Linked DNA regions of Mus musculus: region 2 is linked to region 1. Evidence: chromatin contacts called from public ChIA-PET data. All regions are on one chromosome and are shown on one strand. Each heading gives the region's core, a stretch centred on a gene start, on an enhancer-like site or on the middle of the called end of the contact. The rest is flanking DNA. Distances are from core to core; before and after follow the strand shown. Region 1 has its middle 53 kb from the start of Gm16086. Region 2 has its middle 89 kb from the start of Gm33236.

The links. ChIA-PET counts read pairs in DNA pulled down with a chosen protein or histone mark.
Region 2: an RNA polymerase II ChIA-PET map of memory CD8 T cells shows a contact between it and region 1, with 7 read pairs. The contact joins two enhancer-like sites.

Annotation. Positions count from the first base shown.
Region 1 is chr12:107,044,698-107,049,325 of GRCm38.p6, forward strand. No RefSeq gene overlaps it. Among named protein-coding and RNA genes, the nearest start is that of Gm16086, 53 kb to the right of the region's middle. Within about 2 kb of position 2,589, at least 40 of the 459 cell types and tissues checked have an H3K27ac peak or open chromatin away from gene starts, as enhancers often do. A contact at or near this core is called in memory CD8 T cells, where this site is marked.
Region 2 is chr12:107,557,995-107,563,186 of GRCm38.p6, forward strand. No RefSeq gene overlaps it. Among named protein-coding and RNA genes, the nearest start is that of Gm33236, 89 kb to the right of the region's middle. Within about 2 kb of position 1,392, at least 25 of the 459 cell types and tissues checked have an H3K27ac peak or open chromatin away from gene starts, as enhancers often do. A contact at or near this core is called in memory CD8 T cells, where this site is marked.

The DNA.
Region 1 (4,628 bases), core at 1,339-3,838:
CTAATGAAATGGTCCATCAAGGGAAGGGGAAGCCCACAGAATGGGAGGAAATGGTCGTCAGCTATACATCTGACAGAGAACCAGTGTCTAGAATACACAAAGAACAGGAAAATCTGAGCATCAAGAAAGCAGATGGCCGATCTGAACAGAGAATTCTCAGCAGAAGAAAGGCAAAAGCACAATAAACACTTCCATAAGTATTCAATGCCATGAGACATCATGGAAATGCAACTTCCAACTGTTGTCAGACTCAATCTCTCCCTAGTCACAAAGGCGATCATGAGGAAATCAAGTCAACAGAACCTAAGAAGGCCAGGCTGAATCCATGACAAGCTTCAAATGGGCAGTTAAGAGACTAGGCCCAAATCTCTGTTTCCAAGAACTGGGCAATTCCAGGCCTTAGAAGCTTTCCTGTCACCTGGCCTGAGGCAAGGAAAATAGGTCAGCAGCAGTTTCCAGACTTCCTCAGCAACAGTTTCCAGACCTCCCCAGCAAGTTTCCAGCCCCAACACCCTGGTAAGGGAATGTCCATAGAGATGGACCCAACAGATTGACACAGAGGTCCTCTACCTCGGAATTCCCTAATGTGCTTTAAATCAGGCCTGAAAGATCACTTGGTTGTCTCTCTATCTTGGTAATGGGGAGACCCTAGCTACTGGAATTCTGCATAATAAAACGCTCTGCATTTGCAGACTATATGAGTCTGGGGTGTCTTTCTTCCTCGAAACACAGAGCCTTACAGTCCTTGTAAGGATGCAAGGGGAGAGGAGGCCTGCTTCACTGTGGCAGTGCAAACTGTTACAGCCATGACTTGCCTGCTGTGATGAGCTGCACACTCATGCACTGGAGCTTAGACAACCCTTCCTGTAGTGCCTCATGTCTGGTATTTTTGCTACAGCAAGAAGACAGGTAGCTAACACAGCATTGGATCTGATAGGATCTTACTCTGAAAACATCACCTGGTAATTTAGAGCTTTTACAGAAGGCAATCTATGACACTCGGTTTTTATTTCCTTAATTATTTATTCATTTGTTAAATGTTTTAGTGAAAAGTAATGTGCTGAATATTTTATTTAAAAACTAGAATATTATGGCTAAGGGGAAAGATGAATGATACAGGAGGTATCCATATTTAACTAATTTGTGTCTCTAGGTGGTTTCAGAACTTTCTGGAAGCCCAGGAAAACTGGAGGCATAATGAGCCATGAAATAGTTCTTGTCCAAATTGTTGGGTCAGTATCCTAGAGTAAGCTAATATGTGGCTTGTAGCTTTTACACAGTAAGTTTTCACAGAGTTTTAACTGATGTTATTTTTGGTTTAGTTTGGTTTGGTTCTTTCTTTTTATATTTTGTTTTGTTTTGAGACAGGGTCTCATTATATAACTCAACTGTCCTGGAACTCTCTGTGTAGACCAGGCTGAATTCAAACTCACAGAGATTCTCCTTCCTTTTCCTCCTGAGTTCTGGGATTAAAGTCATGTGTCACCATACCAAGTTATACTATATATACATGTGTAGAATGTGATAAAGTTGTGTTAAACCTCACCAGTATTAGCTAGTTTATGTCTGTATATGCACACATATGAACAGGCACACATATAACATGAGTATAGATTTTGAGGGTAGACCTGACCAGTCAGAAGGGGGAAGGATAAGATAATGGGAGTGTTCATATGTGAATAAAGAACCATGATATGTATATACATTAAAAGAATCACCACAAAACCATTATTTTGCATGCTAACTGAGAAATTCATTTTCAAAAGCATGCTCTAGCTAATTGGGAAATCAGAGAATGGTTTTGGAAATAAAGTAATTGAAATTCAAAGCTCAATGAATGGGTTCATCTTAAATAAAACACAAACTAACTGAAAATCGATGGCCACAAAGATAAGATATAAGAAAGAATCAAAATGTTTGAGCAGGAGACAAGACCACAGAATGAGAAAGGAAACAGAAAACAGTTACAGGTCACAAAATGTCAGTATGAAGAGAACACTGTGTGCCTTAGACTATGGAGAGCCGAGCAAAAGACTCATCCTGTGGTGACTATTAAGAGCTTCAGATCAGTTTGAACTAGAATACAGTCCCTCATGTTGTAGTGCCCCCACCAACCATAAAAATATTTGATTGCTAGTTTGTAACTGTAATTTTGCTACTGTTATGATTCGTAATGTAAATATTTTTAGAGAGAGAGGTTTGCCAACATGGTTGCAACCCATAGGTTGAGAACCTCTGCTCGGAGAGTATTCTTCAGAAAGTGAAGAAAACGTTTGGAAGAGATCTATACAAAAATAGTCCATCCATCCTTATCCCTTCGAGCCTTCTTGTCAGAGTCGTGAGGTTGTCACCAATGCAGGGAATTGGAGATCACGGATTGGTCCAGTTAAAAACAGGCAGTGTATCTTCCCCAGCACACCCACCACAGGCTCTGAATTTGGTCTCAGTCCCAGAAAATAGGCTTTGCTGTCTGGCAGTACCCCGTTCGGGCACGGGTTTCACTTTCGGCCATCTCCCACTGCTGTGAGAACCGCAGGTGCGCAAAGCCACATGGGAGAACCACGAAGCGCTCTCCCTCCCTGACAGTGCCATGGGCATCTGAGTTCTTTGTTTTCCTCTGGTGGTTAGGGCTTAAAGGAAAAGACGTTTCCATGCTGCACGCAGTGAGTGCTCATGCAAGAGAAATTGGATTTAATTTGTAAGACAAGGCACCGGAAAGCAGACAGGTGAAAAACAAGCCAAGGACTGTCCCTCCTGCGGTTGCTAGGAGAGAAACCTCCAGCCCTCAGCCATCACTTCCTGCTTGCAGATCTAAATGCCATCAAGTGTGATCATTCCTCCATAGCTTCAATTTAAGGGCCTCTGAATTTCCAGTTTGAGGAGCACATTGATAAGACGTATCTGTTGCTCAGTACAACGATGCCTGTGGGACTTGGGGGAGGGGATATTTAAAAAAGGCCACACTGGAAGTATTAATACGCGTACGGCAGTAAAACATTCAGCTAAAACAGCAATACAACAGACTTCCGATGGGCCTCTGGAGGCATTAGAAGAAGCATCTTCATTCCACAGGCGTGTTCAGCCAGAGATAAATCAACTCTGCACTGCCGAAAAGAAATAGAAGCCTGCTATATCTTCTCTAAAGATTTGTAGGATGCCCAGTTTGGGGAGTGCTGGGGGAAGACTGCGTGTTGTTTTTGAAACTGAGACTTGAATATGGCTGTAATGTTAACCACATTTACTTCTGGCTGGGGAAGCCAGCTTAGCAAGTTTGAGGTCTCTTAAGGTCATTTCTCACCGAGTTGTCTGCCTGACTTTGACATATCCTCTTGCAGGGTGCGATCCTTTTGACACACGTAGTGGGCTCTTTGTATAACCCATGGCCATTTCCATCCATGTCTGTGCATCTTACATGAATTGAAATAAGAGTGGACAGCAGGCGAGGGTCTGTCAAGTGCCAGGGGCTGGAGAGGCGCTTTAAAGAATGGACAGAAAGGGTCTATATGTGTAAAAAGATGGCTCCAAGTGCTGGCATACGGAGTGGGAAGGAGAAGTGTGCACCAGAAAGTTCCAAGTCCATCACTGCCCTCTACCACAGATAGTTTACTTAAAGAAGAAAAAAAATGATGAATAAACAAGATATTTAGAAGACACACATGCAGTCAGGAAGGAGGTATGTTGGGGTGTCCTGCAGGGATGTGCAGGGGAGAGTGGATATAATCAAGACACTCTGTAGAGGCTGTAGAGTTAGCTCAGTGGTTAGGAACACTGGCTGCTCTCACAGAGGACCCAGGTTCACTTTGCAGCACCCACACGGAGGCTCGCAATTACCTGTAAGTCTGGTTCCAGGGGATTTGACATTCTCTTCGGGTCTCAAAGGGCACCGCATGCATGCGGTGCACAGATGTACAGGCAGGCACTTCAACATACACATAAAGTGAAAATAAGAGATTCTTTGAAAAAAAAATCTAGAAGATATGTTGTGTATGTATATGAAAACTTTAAGGACTATATTTTAAAATATTGTTTTTTGTAAGAGAAAATGACACTGAATTCATTACAAATCACTACCAGGCAAGTTTTCTCTCAAGAAGGATAGATTAGTTCATGGTGCTAGAATGGCTAGATTTAGGTTATCCAGAGCTTTCTAAGGTAGGTTAAGGAGATGCACATCACTCAGAGCCTCCACCTGTAGAGTTTCAAGGGCACAGTGATCATGCATATGAAAGAAGGAAGCATGGGTCCAGTTATCTCACCCGTCGTCCTTGACCACGGCTGACCCTTACGCCCCTCCTGATCCTTGCTGTCCAGGTCTGGGATGCAAGGGCAGAAGCACATACTTCTAGATCACAGGTCATGCACCCAACAGCGGCTTGCAAAGCAGTCTAAGATCTGAGAGATCATTATTAGTACAACCGTTCATAACTGCTAGTGCTCATATTCCCCATGACTGCATGGCACCCAAGGAGGTACCCTAGGTTGCTTGGGAATGGAGTGTCTATTTGGAATTGGCACCTAAAGAAAAAAACAATGCAAAGCAAAGGAATGCCTTTGAAGCGTGTTCTGACCTTCCTTCCATATTGGGCTTGGGACTTGGTAAAGACTGGCTGAAGATACGGGAGAATTCC
Region 2 (5,192 bases), core at 142-2,641, 510 kb after region 1:
CACGAGTTGAGAACCTACTATGCACCTGGCATCGGGAAGCTGCTTCTAATGACATTTTAATATAACACGCACTGGTCTCCCAGCATCTACAAGATATCCAGGCCCCCAGGAAGCCTTGCAGACTTGCTGGGCCCTGGTTGTTTTGGCTTCCCGCTGACTGCCTTGTACCTTGGCCTGCAGATCTGCTATATATACGAACAATGTAAAGCACGCTGAAGCTATATGCCTACACTGCGGCAACCTTCCACTCTGATGACCGGGGTGATTGGAGCTCTTTCTTCCTCTGCTTTCTCCCCATTCAGTTTCCACCTCCCGCCCCCGCTCTCCCTAGTGAACTCTGTGTAGCACACAGCATCCAGTTAGCTTGCATTCCACTTTAGGCAGAACAAGTAGAGATCATCCTACTACCGTGATGTTAGGTGGGACTGTCCACTCAGTGAAGAATGATCTACCTCAGGTTGGTCTGTGGGCCTATCTTTGGGGACAGTTATGATGGCCTTACCTGACATGGGAAGATTCACCCTCTGATTGCTGCCCAGATGAAAGGACTCTCCTGACCTTCAATCTCACTAGCCAATTTCTCTACCCTGTTGCTGCTGTTGCCTTGGCTGAAGAACCAGCCTCTTCTGGGCTTTCTACAGGAATAAAAGGCCGGCCTTCCAGGGATCCTTCAGGTCTTTGGTGGCAACTCTATGGATGGAGAAGCTACCAGGTTCATTACAGTATGAGACAGATACTTGACTATGCCAACCCCATAGTATAAACCAGTTGAATACCCCATCTTTTAACACATATTCATTTTATGGCTCTGTACCTCTAGAAGACCCTGAGTAGCCGGGCAGTGGTGGCACACGTCTTTAATCCCAACACTTGGGAAGCAGAGTCAGAGGCAGGCAGATTTCTGAGTTTAAGGCCAGCCTGGTCTACAGAGTGAGTTCCAGGACAGCCAGGACCACACAGAGAAACCCTGTCTCAAAAAAAGAAAGAAAGAAAAAGAGAGAGAGAGAGAGAGAGAGAGAGAGAGAGAGAGAGAGAGAGAGGAAGAAAGAAAGAAAGAAAGAAAGAAAGAAAGAAAGAAAGAAAGAAAGAAAGAAAGAAAGAAAGAAGAAGACGACCCTGAGTAATACACGCTACCTTTTACTTTGTCACTTGTATGATCAAAGTCTGTTAACCATGATGCCCACACCCCACACCCCCAGCGCTTGTGTATGTGCATCCCCTGGATGGGTACAGCCTTGTCCATCCCTACATTACCTCTTCCCTCTACTCTCTCACCTGAGGCCTCCATATCTCTAACTGGGTTTGACAGTGACATCTTCTATAGAGAGGCACTGTACTGAGTCTTAATGAAGGCTCCAGAGTGTAAAAGGAAATGTCAGTGCTGGTGAGAGAAAGCCTCTGACAAATTTGTCACTTCCTGTTTATGCTTCATGCCCCGCCTTGCATCACAAGGTGCTGGAGACTCAAGATTTTTTCCCTTCCCATTTTGTCTTGGGATTCCCAGACAAAATGCACAGTGCTTGAGCAAGACCATTTTCTCTTCTGGAAATACACATGTCATGACGCACAGAGACCATCGAAGAGGCTGAGAACCCAACTAAGGTGCATCTGAACAATCAAAAGGAAGACAAGACACCAAACACTGCAGACAAAAACCCCTTTAATGGTTTCCAGAAGTTTCTACGGAGAATCTTCCCACATATTTGAAAAACAGGCTGACTTGGTCCGAACAAACAGAGAACATCACTGAGAAGTTGTGTTTAGCTTTAGATGTTTTCAAAGATTTACTTGTTTTATTTTACTTAATTTTATACGTTTGAGTGTTTTGCTTGCATGTACATACATGTATCATGTGCCTGGATGATGTCTACAGAGGCCAAAGGAAGAGCTGGAGTCATAGACAGTCATACGGCACCATGTAGGTGCTGGGAATCAAACCCCAGTCAGTCCTCTGTAAGATTAGCCAATGACCACTGAGCCATCTCTTGAGCCTCTATTTCATTTGTATTTTTAACCTCTATACATTTCTATTTCCATATATTTAACACAATCTGCCATCATAGAGTCTTGATAAGCATAGCAGATAGAGAATTGTGGGATTCTATGTCAGGTGAAGGATGGTAGAACACCACCCATACCTCTGACAAAGTATCAGAGAGAACAGCAGGAGGGGGGCCACTCCCTACCCAAATCAGGCTTGGGCCTACTCAACTTATAGGGGCAAAAGGCACCTCATGGTAGAGCCAGTTAGGCTTCTGGTTTTCCAGCCAGAGAACTGGCTTCTCAGAAATCATGTGACCAGCAGTCTGTTAATCTGATACTGTTGGAAAGTCCCTGCCTCCTCCTGCAAGCTTTGATATATGAATTGGTATGTCATTAACATTTGCCTGTCTTCAGTCAGGTGGGGATATGCAAATTAGGTGCATTTCCTCCCTTGTCCTTTTTCTTCCCATCCCTCCCTTCCCCAACCCCACCCCCACCCTCATCCCCAACACCACCCCCACCCTCATCCCCAACACCACCCCCACCCTCATCCCCAACACCACTCCCTGGACTTGAGCTCTATAAACTAGCTCCACGATTTCAGTAATGGAGCTGTCCTCCATCATAGTCTCCCAGGTCATTTATTCCTGCTGTACCCAGTGACACCCAGACCCCGGTCCCAGGCTCCTCTGCACCCTGAGAACGACAGAGTGCAATGGGCAACTGGGGGCAGGGGACCCACATACAATGAACGTGCCATTGAAGAAACAAGTTATTGAATGATTAAATGAGTCAAAGCCAGGGATTGGATGCAAGGATTCACCACAGGGATCATTGTAGGGAGTGTGGCAAAGAACGAGTTTAATTGTTGGTCACCTCACACCTTCAGATCAGTCAACTGTGTGCACCAATCAAGAATTTGACCTAAGATGAAGACCTTTTTCGAAACCACACAAATGCCATTGATTTATTTTGTATGTTTGATACACCAACACGCTGAATAAATCTGTATGTTGGTGGGAGTATATGTTTTTGAGAATTGTGAGAATTTGAAATCTCGCCCTTCAAGCCCCCTCTGGCAGCACCCCCATGTCCTCCCTCTTCTTCTGTAATTGTTATTCCATATACGTTTTCAGCTGCAAGACAAGTTCCCCTGAAAAGCATCAAGGCCCTAAGTTTTGCCAGCCCCTCAGCCTTTCATCATCTCCACAGGACGCAGTATCAATAACCTTTCTCAAGGCTGTAACAAAATACCTTGAAAGCAAAGTGAGGAAGGGCAGGCTTATTAGGCCATACAGTTTGAGGGGACAGTCTGCGATGGTAGGCAGGAGCGTGAGTCAGCTGGCCACATTATGGTCAGGAAGGAAAAAGAGGACGACAGGAACCCTCTAGGCACAGCTCTCTGTGACTCACTTCCTTCTCTGCACCTTCCTGAACAGTACCACCAGCTAGTGACCAAGCATTCAAATGCATGACTCTGTGGGGACATGCAAAGCCTGACAGACAAACATCTGCACGGTAAAAAGAACTAATCTCAAGGAGGAACAGTGAGATCAAAATAGGAGCAATCTACCTCACAGGGTACAGACTCTGTTTGCAGTTAAGGCAGCTAAGAATAATTCCTAGTTTGTTCTGTTAGGTCCACTCGAGTTAAGTTCCCTCGTGGTAATCAAGAAGTCCCTGCTTGTTCTGTGCAGGTTAAGGTTTCTGCTTGTCCTTAAAGAATAAGTTCCTGTGTATCCTGTACTAAGTCCCTGCAAGCTAAGGTTTCTATTTGTAATTAAGGATGCGCTCCTGATCCTCAGATCTGGTGTAAACTGCTTGCCACCCCTTCACAGGATCTATATCCTTAACCCCGTTCCTTCCCTTTCGTTGGATCTTCCTAACAATGCCAGTGGGTTCCTCTAAATGCTGTGATGTCACCTTGATTAAATGGAGGCAAGTGTCTAGTGGACCAGGTGACATTTCCAGAGAGGATTAAGTAAGAGGTATAGCCCCAACTGCATATTGGTGGCTCCATCCCATTGAAGGAGAGAGAATGAAACCATTGAATGTGGGCATTCTCTCTTTGATTTTCTGTCAACTCTGATGGGAGCTGCCCTTCCCATGAGCTCTGTCTGACAGACAAAAAACCCTGAAATGATGAGCCAAAATAAATCTCCCCTCCTGTACATCATCTTTCTGAGATGCTTGGGTTTGATGGCAAGTAGCTAATTCACCCCGAGGAGTGATACTGCAGCCGTTGAGGAGATTGGTGTCCGTCAGATGACAGTTGGAACACGTGGTCCAGAAATATTTAAAATCAGTCAGTGGAAGAAATTTGGAAAGCCTTGAGTGGGAGTTCACTGGGTTGTTCTAGTGAGAGCCCAGAAGGCCACGATACAGATAGGAGGGCAAACAGCCAAAATCACCTCACAAGGTTACACAGAGGAATGGGGATCCCACCGGGAACTGGATGGGAGGACATCTATGTTATACTGTTGTCGAGAACTTGTGAATTCCCAGTAGGTTGTCCATTAGGGAAGAATGCAGGAGGCTATAAAAATGAACCAATGGTATCCTTGGGGAGGAAGTGACATCAGGAATGTGAACCACTGAGGAAAGTCACAGCCAGTGAGCAGAATCAGACCAGGAAAGATCATATGGGATGGAGCTGGCAAGGCCACTGATTTGTGGCTCAAGACCTCCAGAGTTCCTGTCTTACCAGTTTGTGTCCAGGATGACAGGCCTGGGACAACAGGACACAGTGTTTGTCCTGCTCACTCCTGTCCTCGGTGTTAGTCTGAGCCTCTTCCTTAAATGTCACAATTATCATTTTCTACAGTGCTAACGTTTACACTCTTTGTCGAAGCACATACCTCAAAGAACTATGGGGTTCACACCTAAGGCCTAGAAGCACATACCACAAGGAACTATGGGATTCACACCTAAGGGCTAGAAGAGCATACCACAAAGATTTATAGGGTTCACACCTAAGGGATAGAAGCATATATCTTAAAGGGTTATAGGGTTCACACCTCAGGGATAGAAGCACATGCCTCAAAGAGCTATGGGGCTCACACCTAAGGGCTAGAAACACATAACTCCAAGAGTTATTAGGGTTCACACCTAAGGGCTAGAAACACATACCTTAAGGAGTTATAGGGTTCACACCTAAGGGCTAGAAACACATACCTTAAGGAGTTAAAGGGTTCACACCTAAGGGTTTT